3 separate regions of the Mus musculus genome follow, and all the other regions are linked to region 2. The links are chromatin contacts, called in public Hi-C and HiChIP or PLAC-seq maps. All regions are on one chromosome and are shown on one strand. Each heading gives the region's core, a stretch centred on a gene start, on an enhancer-like site or on the middle of the called end of the contact. The rest is flanking DNA. Distances are from core to core; before and after follow the strand shown. Region 1 holds the start of Zfp334 (zinc finger protein 334). Region 2 holds the start of Pcif1 (PDX1 C-terminal inhibiting factor 1). Region 3 holds the start of Dbndd2 (dysbindin (dystrobrevin binding protein 1) domain containing 2).

Evidence for each region. A called contact is a pair of places that touch in the nucleus more often than the background predicts. HiChIP or PLAC-seq counts read pairs in DNA pulled down with a chosen protein or histone mark.
Region 1: a contact with region 2 is called in a Hi-C map of muscle stem cells, with 3 times the contacts expected there. The contact joins the promoter of Zfp334 here to the promoter of Pcif1 in region 2. A contact is called at or near these places in 4 of 39 promoter capture datasets (cranial neural crest, hippocampal neurons, maxillary cranial neural crest and 1 more) and 1 of 484 Hi-C or Micro-C datasets (muscle stem cells).
Region 3: a contact with region 2 is called in a FOXA1 HiChIP or PLAC-seq map of pancreatic cancer cells. The contact joins the promoter of Dbndd2 here to the promoter of Pcif1 in region 2. A contact is called at or near these places in 3 of 115 datasets of contacts at active chromatin or transcription factors (bone marrow-derived macrophages, microglia and pancreatic cancer cells) and 1 of 9 other capture datasets (adipose tissue).

Annotation. Positions count from the first base shown.
Region 1 is chr2:165,385,959-165,389,855 of GRCm38.p6, reverse strand. Zfp334 (zinc finger protein 334) reads left to right here and starts at 1,597. Exons shown (of 5, transcript NM_178411.3): 1 at 1,597-1,895; 2 at 2,868-2,930. The coding sequence starts at 2,916.
Region 2 is chr2:164,877,192-164,881,491 of GRCm38.p6, reverse strand. Pcif1 (PDX1 C-terminal inhibiting factor 1) reads right to left here and starts at 2,124. Exons shown (of 17, transcript NM_146129.3): 1 at 2,003-2,124. It overlaps 4930445K14Rik (a long non-coding RNA gene), which reads left to right. Exons shown (of 2, transcript XR_003953757.1): 2 at 1,451-4,300.
Region 3 is chr2:164,484,170-164,488,201 of GRCm38.p6, reverse strand. It overlaps Dbndd2 (dysbindin (dystrobrevin binding protein 1) domain containing 2), which reads right to left and starts at 1,747. Exons shown (of 4, transcript NM_026797.2): 1 at 1,515-1,747.

The DNA.
Region 1 (3,897 bases), core at 348-2,847, 510 kb before region 2:
TCTGGTGGCTTAAAATGATGCAACTGGTTATTTCCTCCGTGCTATGAGGCTACTGGTACGGACTTTGTGGCTCTGTGTGTGCTTACAGGTATGCACTTTGTGGCTCTGCTTTATGTGAGTCTATATGCAACTGAGGCCACCCAAGAATGTAACTGCATGCAATGTTCAGGGTGGCTCACTCCCTGCATCTGAAGTCTTGACAAGGATCCCTGGAAGGGGAGGCATGGCTGGGTTTCTGGGAAATATTTGCCTTTTCTCCACATTGCCTCTCTGCTTCTTTTGGTTTCCACTTGATCTCTGGTAACTAGTTAACTAAAGTCATACACAAACTCTAGGAACACCGCAAACAAACCGGACTGCCAGGATATCAGGTTTGCTTTTTGAAGCCTGCAGTGTCCCTTCTTATGACCCCTTTATTTAAATTACATCATGGCCACGTTTGATGTGGGAGACAGTATACAAGCATTGAATCCCTGGAAGTCTGGCTCACTGAGAGCTATCTCTCAGCCTCTGCATCTCGAAGTTCCTTTTGGTATTTAAACATAACAGATAACTGTGTCAGAAACTGTCTGGCCTTCCAGTGACTAAGATATTCCATAGCTTTCCTCTTTTAAAATATATACACGGGGGCTGGTGAGATGGCTCAGTGGTTAAGAGTGCCGACCGCTCTTCCAAAGGTCCTGAGTTCAAATCCCAGCAACCACATGGTGGCTCACAACCATCCGTAACGAAATCTGATGCCGTTTTCAGGAGTGTCTGAAGACAGCTATAGTGTACAGTGTATAAATAAATAAATAAATATTTTAAAAAAATAAATAAAACAAAATATATACACGTATTCAATTTGTCCTCATGGATGAAGAGCAGTTTCTATATTACTTGGATTAAATATAATTGGTCATGTTAAAATATATTGTTAAGATGGCGCAGTGATTTATAGCAGAGGAGCAGAGTTCAATTCCCAGCACCTACATGATACCATCTTCTGGCCTTCTTAGACACGGGGTACCAAGCACAGCACGCAAGTAGTGGACAGACATACATGCAGGCAGGCAATATATCAATACATATAAAATAAAATAAAATAAAAATTGAAAATATTATACTGTTAAAATATTTTGCCATTACTTATTGTGACTTCTCCTTCTGTAAAATTGGCAGGAGAGTATGCACCTGTCAGTAAAGTCAGTAATAAACAGGATGGCGATTATTTTCTTTTAAGATATTTAGAGATGGTTTGATTCTTTGTTAGGGGGTCTCTTCTGTAATTTTGGGAAGGTCGTCGATACATTTTTATTCTGCTTACAACTGTTTGGTTATTATTTTTTTCTTAATACACTGTTGGAATTTCTTTACAGAGCTCTAATTTTTTATTCTCACACTTCTTCTTGTACTCATGGTTTTTACTCGTAAATTACTGTGATTAAAGCCCTAGCGCCTCAGAGGCTATCGGCTGGGTGGGGGCCGCAACTCCCTGTGGGAAATGTAGTCCTGGAAAGACTACAGCACCCTTTGGAGAACCGTGGGAATGGCCGCTCCGAGACTCTGCGCATGCGCGGTCTCCTAGGCTCTATGGATGCGTTTCCGTTTCGTGGGGCTCTTCCAGGCGAGGCTCGAGGGGCCTCTGTGCGCCACAATTGCCTGGGGCCTTCTGGGAGCTACAAAAGAAGCGAGGTTTCCCCTGAGCCAGAGGAATTCCGGGTGGCGACTCCGGGGCAGGATCAGAAGAACCAGCGCCTTCCTGGGGCCCGCGGAGGCTTGCGCGTGTCCAGGGGCCGGGCGAGGCTAGCGGGCGCCCCCGGGGCTGCAGGCCTCCGGGCGGGCAGCCTGGGAAGGAGAGAGGTGTGTGCGTGCAAAAAGCGGATCCCAGCAGTCCTGCGGATGCCCTTGGCCCGGTAAAGCTTCGGGGGGCTGCTTAAGGGTTGAGCTGCGATTGAGGGAATGAGCAGGTCTGATTTCATTGGCGGGTCTTTCGTTTGGGAGGGAAGGGATGCCAGCCATGGCTGAGAAAAAGGCCTCTGCATCACTTCGAACAAATGCGTGTCGTTCATTAGAGTCCCCATTCTGTTTCGCCAGAGTTGCTCAAACCCCGTCCATCACCATCCTGGAGTTTACTGGTTTCCTTTATATAGAAGAATGACCCAAGAGTATCTACAGGAAAGGGTTTTTATGAGAGTCGAACTTCTTCTCAAGTGAGGAAGGCAGCTATTTTGACCATTTAGGTAGTTTGCTAGTGCCAGAACCAAGAATTGAAATCTGGTGTGTTGATTCGAAGGCCAGGGCTTTGTCTTCTGCTACACTGAAGCAGAGGCCTCCCTCTCATGAAACTGCAGTTAAGCTTGGGGGAGGGGAGCAGAGTGATACGCATCTTAAACCCCTCACTCCCTCTGTCTGGTTTTCTGATTTCATCTGCTGAATGCATTAGTAGGAAAACAGGTAATTGATACCCAAAAAACTAGATGGTAGGTAGGTAGATAGATAGATAGATAGATAATTGATACCCAAAAAACTAGAGGGTAGATAGATAGATAGATAGATTGATTGATAGAATCTCAGAGTTGCTGGCCTGCTCTTTCAGGCTTCATATATACTAGAGCTTATTGATATGATCTAATATGAACTCTGAAGTGTTGTTTGTTTTTTAAGGAGACCTGAATAAGACAGTAGTTCAATTCACACCTTTGTTTCCTTTCACACAGTAAGAAAAGCTCTGATTAGTCCATTCAAAACTGCCCTGGGCCTTCCCTCCGCAGACGCTTTCTGTATGACGCAGGTCGAAGGGTCCTTTCCTTCCAGGGCATGTCTGTGAGTCACTGTCGAGCTGCTAGCCAGTCTGCTGATCACATTCCCTGTTCTTCCTCACCCAGCCCTTGGATCACCGGTGGTTCCTGGCCCTTTCTTGAGAACGCCTGGAAATGGACAGTACCCAGGTAAGTCACCGAGGGATTCACGTCCCACCGTTGGCAGTGGCTGTTCATAGACCCGCAGCGAGTACATCTGGATGTGGTAGACGTGTATAAAAAGGCAGCGCCAGGGAAAGTAAGGGAAGCAGATCAGTACCAGAGAAGTGAACCCCAATAAACAGAAGGCATTGCCAGATGTGCTGGAGCACGCCTTTAATCCCAGCGCTTGGGAGGCAGAGGCAGATGGATCTCTGAGTGAGAAGCCAGCCTGGTCTGCATAGAGAGTTCCAGGACAGCCAGGGCTACACAAAGAACCCTGTCTTGAAAAAAACAATAAACAAACGGATAAATAATAAACAGAAATTATTCACCCCGGTAGGCTTGTTTAGGTTGTATGACAAAGACCCAAGTAGTAGGAAGTAGGCTGTTACCATGGTTTTTCATCATTTATTTATAAACATGTTCTTAGAGAATCTATGAGCAGATGATGCGAAATCACCTTTGCCAACAGCAGCTGTAGATTCCCTTGACTTACAGCTTGGCAAGGCCTCATAGTTACAGATGTCTAATCTATTTTCAGAGGTGTAGACAGCCCTCTGATCGTTCTCCATAGTGTAATGATAAAACCTGCACTCAGTGGGTTACGTGTGCCTCAAATGGTGCCTGTTGCTGCTCCTTTTTATCTCTGGTGCCTTTTTAGAAAGTGTGTGTGTGTGTGACTGTAAAGAGGAGACAGGCTCACGCTGATAATTCTCCTTCTGCCTACTGAGTATTTCAGCTCTGCTTTTAAAACAGGCAGCTCGGGGCACACTTTGACTTTAGATCCTGTGATAAAACTATTTCACTTGCTTCTCTAATGTCAACTCACTCCATGTCCACGACCCGTGTTGTGACCAAAATCAGTGATCATTCGCTTATTTTCAGACTTAGTATTTCTACTCCGTGCTTCACCAAACCCCTTGCCCTTACAGTGTGACTGTCTCTCCCCAGACCG
Region 2 (4,300 bases), core at 875-3,374:
ATCTGCAAGCCTGGAATTGACTTTTTCTTTCTTTTCTTTTCTTGTTTTTTTTTTTTTTTCCTCTTTCTGTTCTTGGCTTGAGATGAGGACTCAAATTGGTAGCTGAATATGACCCCAAATCCCAACCTGTCCTCTTCTTCGACCGACCTCCCAAGTGTTAGGGTTACAGGTGAAAGCCACCATGATCAGCTCTCTTTCTGAACTAGCCCTGCCTTTCTTCAACCACTGGGCTCAAGAGATCCTTCCGTTTCAGCCTTCCCGTTAGGTGGAATATAGACATATGCCAATGGTAATCATGTTTTCATTTTGCACAACGGAGCCCTGATACATTGCCAATCAAAGTGTCTGTAAACCAAAGCAAAGGGTGCAAAGCGAACGTAAGGAAAGTTGGGGCACTATCTCAAGCCACCCACAACTAAGAAAAGACACACTTCTTTGGCTGTCTTGAAATAAATAAAAATAAAAACATGCAAACACGTATAACACATCTTGTCCACCTTTATTGAAAATTTTGTGTCCCCCAAAATGTGAAGGATGCACCTGGTAGATGCAGTTGTTAGAGAAGGCAGAAGCAGCCCGGCCTCGTGCCACCTAAACAGGACACTACAGCAATCCCAAACCAGCTGAACCCCAACGACACCTATTTGCAGTTAGAAGCAGGAGGGGTAGAACTACCAAAGAATTTGTAACTTTAGGGCAGGGTCTCACACAGCTGAAACTGGCGTAAAACTCCTAATGATCCTGCCGGAATCGGAGTGTTAAAGATTATCGCCCTTAGTCATCCTATCCTGCCTTGGTCATCCATCCATCTCTTAAGTGCTAGAATTTCAGATCTGTGCCTTCACCCTCGACAAGATTTTATTTTTAAACGCACCCCAGATGGGACTGGGAGACAAGATGACACACTTTTGCACTTTACACAGCTTGAAAATGTTAACTTGGAACTTGTTAAGTGCTGGTAATAAAGCTACTTAGTACACTGACTGCCCGGCATATGTGAAACCTAGGGTTATATCCCCAGTACCACATACACACACATTAGAGCCAGGTGTAGTGACAGACGACTTTAATCCCAGCACTAAAGACACAGGGTTTCTGTGAATTCGAGGGCAGCCTGTTCCACATAGTGAGTTACAGGATAGCCAGGGCTACACAGAGACCCTGTCTTTTAAAAATAAGATAAACTCGCGTAGATAGGTGCAGCAGGTCTCTGGCCAAAACGCCAGCTCTGAAGTTGGCCAGACCCAAGTTCAAGGCCGTGCTGCCGTCCTGACACCTACGTCAGAACCATCTGACCCCTGCACCGTAGTCTAGCGTTCTGTGGACTCTCGCTGCTGCTCCCATTAAGTGACTGTTTTCACTTAGCCTGTGCCTTCCGGACCCCCACGCATACCAAAGTCGGAGAAGCGCAGCGTAGTCTAGAGACAAACAACTGTATCTGCGCAAGCAGCGGAACTCGGACTAGAAAATGCATCCGATTCCGGGATTGGAGGAACATGGGCGGGATCACATACCAGAGTACCAATCATAACGCCCCGGCTCTGGTGGGCGGAGCCACGCAGGCGCACAGACGGGAACCCTCCCCCACCCCGCTCCCAGCGCGCTCCCGCCTGCCCCTCCCGCAAGCCCAGCGGGGGCGGGAAGTCTGGCGCGCGCGCGCCGGCCCTTCGCCCGGGCTCCGCCCCCCGCCCTGCCGCGCGCTCCCGCCCCCGGGCTGAGGCGACTCTGAGTCGGAGCCCGACACAAAGGCGGTGGCGACGGCGGCAGCGGCAGCAGCGAAGGGACCCTAGAGGCCGCTCCGCCCGGGCTCTCCGGGCCCACTGCACTCACCCCAGCCGGCAGTCCTGCTGCCCACCCGCGGCTCTAAGATGGCGGCGACGAAAGAGACCGGGCGAGCGGCAGCCCCGAGCGGGAAGCGCCGGAGGGGCCTCCGCCGTCCTGCTTCGGACTCCCGGACCCAGGCGCGGCACGCAGCGGGACCGTGGCTTCCTGGGGCTCTTACCTGCCCGAAGCGGACTCGAGGGGATGCGGCCACACGTTCTGCTCGACCGCCCGTTTTGCCGCCTCCGCCTCGCCCTCCCCAGCGCCGCTGCCGCCATCTTGTGTCCCGGGCCGGGACTCCGCGCTGCGCATGCGTCGGTACCGCCTCTGAAGGACCTCGCCACGGCCGCGCCGCCATCTTGAGTGTGGCAACGTTGACTGGCTCCCCAGACCTTGATGGCTTTCGCCCCCACCCCCCGCCCCCAACTCCCCATTTTCCGGTTGATCTGGGTGGTCCCTTGTGGTCCTGAGGATGGGGAAAAACAGCGTTGCTATTCTTGAAACGTAGGTGGGAAGGAAGGAATCTATCGCACACCCCTGCCTCAGTTTCCCTGCCGAACGCATTCGCAGGGGCTGAAGATCTAGGACACTTTAGGGGGCACGAAGCTGGTCTAGAGTCTTCTGGGGGCTCTGGCTCAGTTGCCGACATAGGCGGAGCGGTGACGTAGGCCCTGCACGTTGGGTCCTGGCCTGCACAGTGCTCTGCCGCTTCCAGCTGGTGTCCTCTCGGGGCCTCTGCCCTCTAAGGGTCCTGGAATGTTAACTCTCTCTGCCTAGAGGCCAGGTGACGAAGACGTGCAAATCGAACCTTTGCGCGTTAGCAACCTGCTCACAAATTGCTCTTGAATAGTCGTAGCTTTTGGAGGAGTGCAAATAGGGTAGATGTGGCTTTGGGCAGTTGTAAAGTTGTGAAGGCTGCACACAGCTTAGTGGGAGACGCTTCTGCAAGGGGCCATCGTCGGGCTCCCTTCCGGAATTAGGCTCCTAGCTCCACCCACTTGTGGCCTCCTAAGGAAGCTGTTGCCCAGTTAAGGTAACTTGAAAGGAGGACAAGTTTGCCACCTGCTGCTGGACTAGCGTAGCAGATGGCCCAGCTGGTCAGCCTCTCAGGTCTATGACGCTGTCGGCGCTGGCTGCCCAGTAACTTGGAGCTGGAATGTTGGGAGGTCAGGAAAAATGGTCAACAATATAAACTAGTAAGAGTTGGAGGAGGATCTTGTCTAGTCTGCCCACAGACACCTGACCATCGACCCCAGGTGTGTCCATCTTAGGGATTTTTTTGTTCTTTTGGTTTTTTGATAGTTCTGCTATATAACCCTGGCAGACCAGGAACTCAGCAGTCTGTCTGCCTGCTGGGTGCTGAAATTAAAAGCATACACCATCATGCATCTCGAATCTTGGGAGACTGATAAAGGGTCACTAGTTTGAGAGGTCAGCAGGGCTACAAGATACTTGCTTTAAAAAGGAAAGTTTAACTTGGGAGGCAGAGGCAGGCAGATTTCTGAGTTCGAGGCCAGCCTGGACTACAGAGTGAGTTCCAGGACAGCCAGGGCTACACAGAGAAACCCTGTCTCGGGAAGAAAAAAAAAAAAAAAAAAAAAAAGGAAAGTTTAAAAGGGGAGTTGGTTAGGGGTGTAACTCAGTGTTTCCCTAACCTCTGACCCTGTTCCAGTTCTGGTTTTTGGTTTGGTTTTTTTTTTTTTTTTTTTTTTAAAGATTTATTTATTATATGTAAGTACACTGAAGCTGTCTTCAGACACTCCAGAAGAGGGCGCCAGATCTCGTTACGGATGGTTGTGAGCCACCATGTGGTTGCTGGGATCTGAACTCCTGACCTTCGGAAGAGCAGTCGGGTGCTCTTACCCACTGAGCCATCTCACCAGCCCCTTGGTTTGGTTTTTAAGCTAGCCAGGTGCGATAGTTCCTTTACCCGCAGGACTCCTAGCTCCATAGGGAGTTCCAGACCTGATCTTTTTCAAACAAACGCAAATGGAGTCAAGAGTGTGCACACCTGAGACCCCCAACAGCACTGGAAAGGCAGAAGCAGGAGGAGGCTAAGTCGTACATCAGTCAGCCTGGCCTACACAATGTAGTGGAACTCTCAAGCAAAACCAGAGCAGTGCACAAGAGCTGGACATGGTGGTCCTTGTCTCTAGGTCCAGAGACTAGGGAAGCTGAAGGAGGAGCCTGGGTAACAGGGAAATGCCATCTGAAGAAGGAAAGACAAGCCTGCCTGCAGAAAGTCATTGCATCAACTACATAAAGTGGAGGATGGTGGCACTAAGGCCACTTTACCACCTCACCAAGCAGAAGCTCCTGCAGGTGGTAGTCTACTTCTGTAACAGTCGCTCCCTGCTTTTACAGCCTTGCTACCTGACACTGAGCCATTCTAAGACCAGCTTGATCTATCCAGCAAGATGCTGTCTGCCTCTGCCCTCCTGAACCCCTTTGTGTATTCCTGGGATGTCACTAATTTCCC
Region 3 (4,032 bases), core at 498-2,997, 390 kb after region 2:
GAGAAAGAACGCAGTGGGGGCCTAGGCATAAGGAGCCCCTTGACAGCTGGCATCCCAGCAGCACAGCCTCGCTTCCAGTCTGGACAGCTCTGGCCTCAGCAGCCTCTTTCGCGAGGCGAGGCTGGCCCTGGTTCCACAAAGGGGATGTCAGTTCCAGGCACCGCAAGAGCCTGTCGTTAATGAAGGCTGCCAATGCTGGCTAACTGCCTACATGCCCTCTGAGAGACTGGAAGGAGCTGGCCATTTGATGGACTCAGCTCCCCTCTGAAGGCCAGGGAAGAACAGGGCGAGATGGATGAAGTGTAGGGCGCTATACCTCTGGTTCTTCCCAGTCCTTACAAAACCCAAAGACTATAGCTAAGTCAATAATACTCCATGCTTCCTGTCCCCCAAAACACACACATACCACCACTACCACCACCACCGCCACCACAATCCTCATCACCTCCAAACACTTTCTCTGGGGGCAAAGACCTAACTTCCTGACTTGCCTCTGCCTCTTTCTGGCCCCAGGGGTCCCACCTGAAGGTATCATCCTACCTACCTCAAACACTATCTGACAATATACTTCGTGAAGGAGGGCTGTTTGTAGAGAACTGAGCACCTGTCCTCTGAACTCTCACAGTTGTCCCCTCCTCTCACACATGTTTGGCTTATTTCCCAAGTTAGTAAGTACCAACTAGAAGGGTGGGGACTGAGTACAGTTCAGACCAGGTGTCGAGATTGCCAATACCGAGTTTTGCAGGACACCAGAGCTCTGGGGCCAGCCCTGTGCATTCATCCCCGTTCCTGGTACACTACTGAACCCATGCATCACAGGGAACAGGGGAAGCTCTAGGGTGAGGACCACGCTGTCATCCTCCAATAAACCTCAGCTGGCCACAGTGTAATCACAGCGCGTGGCCAGGTCCTCGAGTACTGGGGTAGCTCAGGAGGGACCCGAAACTAATGATAGAGGCAAGGCCAAGTCAGTGCCTGGAGCTGATGTGGCTGCCAGAGAAGGGAGAAGGGAGCAGCAGACGAGGACTCCAGAAAGGCTCTTAGAGCTGCCGCCCAGGTCACAACGCTAAAAATACCCAGGGCCCCAGGGGCGGTCTGCGGAGAGGAGAGGGGAGGCGAGCTCGCGAGGGAGCTGCCGCTGACCCGGGGCCACCCGGACGCCTCTCTTTTCCCCTCCCCCTGACGTTGTGGTCTTACCAGGCTGAAGGGACTGTCCACAGGGGGGCTGCGGAGCCAATTCCCAGAGCTAGGTAGTTGTTTACACGACCATAGGTACTGGGAAGAGTAGGGATTTGGAGACGGGAGGCTGACACCGGGAAGGAACCAGGGAAATGGAGAACGAACGCCCTCTGTCCCGGCCCCACCCGCGCCTGAGGAGGCAAGAGGCAAAGAATTCCCTAAAAGGGGACTGGCGCGTGGGCGAAGACGGGGCGGGCGGAGGAGGGCACCCCAAGTTCCCGTGCTGCGGGGGCCCAGTTCGCCGCACCTGAGCCCAACCCCGCATTCCCCCCTACCTGCAGCGCCCGCGCCCCGCTGGCTCCCTGGGTGCGCTCCCGACAAGCGGCGGCGGGGGCGTGGGAGCGAGCAGCGCCGGCCGGGTGGGGCTAAGCCTGCGGGGTTCCCTGGGGACCGGCGGCCCTGGGAGCCGGGAACGAGGAAGAGGCGGGAGGCGGAAGTGGGGGCGGGGCGGGCACTCGGGGCTGGCGGCGGAGGACAGCTCCTCTAAACGCCGGGACCCGGACTTGCGGGGCAGGCGAAAAGTTCCCGCACGCATCCCTCCTCGCTCCGCCCGCGCGAGGCTGCGCGCACCCCGAGGCACTTGCGGCACCCCCGCCCGGCGCACAGCTGCTGCGGGCACACGCGCCGGCTCCGGCCCACGCACACTTGATGCTCTCCGACTCCAGAGCAGCGCCCACGCAACGACCACGCGCACGCGCTCGCTGCCCGCCTCACCGCACCTCGATCACCCTGGCCACGGTTACGCGCACACTTCTCCAGAAGGTGCGAGATGGGGAAGCAGGGTCAGCTGCTGCCCAGCGAGTCAAGTGCATGGACCTTGGATTCCCTCAGCTGGCCTAAGGACCACACAGAGCCGTCGCCCTACGGGTCAGCGCACTGGGCGAGTCAGGGCTGGAGGGGATGCGCCGCACCCTACACGCCGGCAAGGAGCCAACACCTCGAGGTGCTCTAGAGATGCCAGACGTCCAGCCAGGCGTAGGTGGGCGGCCCAGTCGGAAACAGCCCCCTTTCAGCGTCTCCTGGCTCAAACCAGGGCTAGGAGTGTCCAGTATAGCAACCCCTGGATGAAGGCTCTGTCGCCTCCCTCCCCATGCCCTTGTCTGGGCTCTGAATACAGCGTGAGGATGAGCCATGACTGGTGTGTGTGTGTGTGTGTGTGTGTGTGTGTGTGTGTTTCCATTAGAAATCTGTGTCGGGGCCAAGCTACCAGGAAACCATCCTTGTCATCTCCCTCCCCTTTGAGACCCACATTAAAATACACCTCCATTTCACATCATTTCTGTTCCCACTCTGGCTCAGCCTCCCACAGTAGTAGCCTCCTTCAGAGTTTCCTGCGCCCTCTCTTGCCTAACTACATTCTGCACACAGGACAGCTCGAGAGCACACGTCTCATGTTTTAATGTCCTTTGTTATAATAAAATCTACGCTCTGGTATTTTAAGTCTCATTTCCCCTCCCCTCCCCTCCCCTCCCCTCCCCTCCCCTCCCCTCCCCTTCCCACAAGGTTTCTTTGCATAGCCCTGCTGTCCTGGTACTTGCTCTGTAGACCAGGTTAGCCTCAAAATCCAAGAGGACCCAGATCCCCCTGCCTTTGCCTCCTGACTGTGTCCCTATGCCCAGCTTCAAGTGATCTTGAAAAGCAGGGAAGCGGGAGGGTGTGTGCAAAGGGTTTTGGGTATGAGAAACACGCACATCTGGGTTTCCCCACAGGGGGACAGTACTCCAGCAATGCCTGAGGCATGGACTCTTCTGTATGGCTAGGCTGAGAACAGCCCTGTGAAGTAAGCATAGCACGCTCCCTTCTCACTCATCCAGAAGGGTGCACTAGCCTGTGGGAGGCAATGAATGCCGAGGTTAAGATTACAGCCAGACCCCTTCGGGAGCTGTAAACCACTGCAGCTCCTAACCAGCTCCTAACCCTTCTCTGACTCTTGATCCTGCCTACTAACTAGGGCTAATTAACCCCTCTCTCGTAGTGTAGGACTTGAGACACACTGGAAATGCTCCATCAACCTTAGCTCTCTTGGTTGGGATGGGTTCTGAGAAAGGGGAAGACTGCATTCTACTATGGACTTACGCATGGGAGGGGGCCCTGACTGTTGGCACTTCTGTGGGAGTTACCGGTGCCTCTGAGGTAAATGTTATTATGTCCACTTTACAGGCGCAGAAACAGAGCTACAGTAGAGGAACTATTGATGTTTTAATTTTAAGCTAGTCAGTGACAGGGCTGGAACTGGAACCAAGGTAGGCCGCCTCCTGAGATGGCTGTGACCACGGCTCCAAGCATGCTCTCTTATCCTTTTGTAAGTTTCGTTTTTCAAGAAATATAGCAATTAGAGTCTAACTTCTCATTAATGGATAGAGTAGATACTTGGTCTCATTTTATACCATAGAAATGAGGCCAACTCTGGATGTCGTACATTGGCTGGAGCTTAGCTCCCAAGGTCACCGACTCTCTCTCACCCTATCTCCTACCCCTGCCCCATTTTCAAACTCATCTCAGGAAGAACAACTCTGGAAAGCAGGCTTTTTAAAGCTAGTCAGGTGCAGGAGAGCAGGGCAAAGTGTAGAGCAGGAGCTCACTCTAACTGACTGGGATTAATCAACTGAGCCAGCCCTATATTATCTTCAATCAAAGCTGATGAAAGATCAGGGTGTCTGTCCCTTTTATTGCCAGATATTTACCAAGGACTGGTTAGAAGAGGGCGATATCCAACCTAAATTAAGTCATCAGGCTACACTGTGTCATCCAAAAAATTGATTCCAGGTGGCGAGGAATGGACTGGTGAGGGAG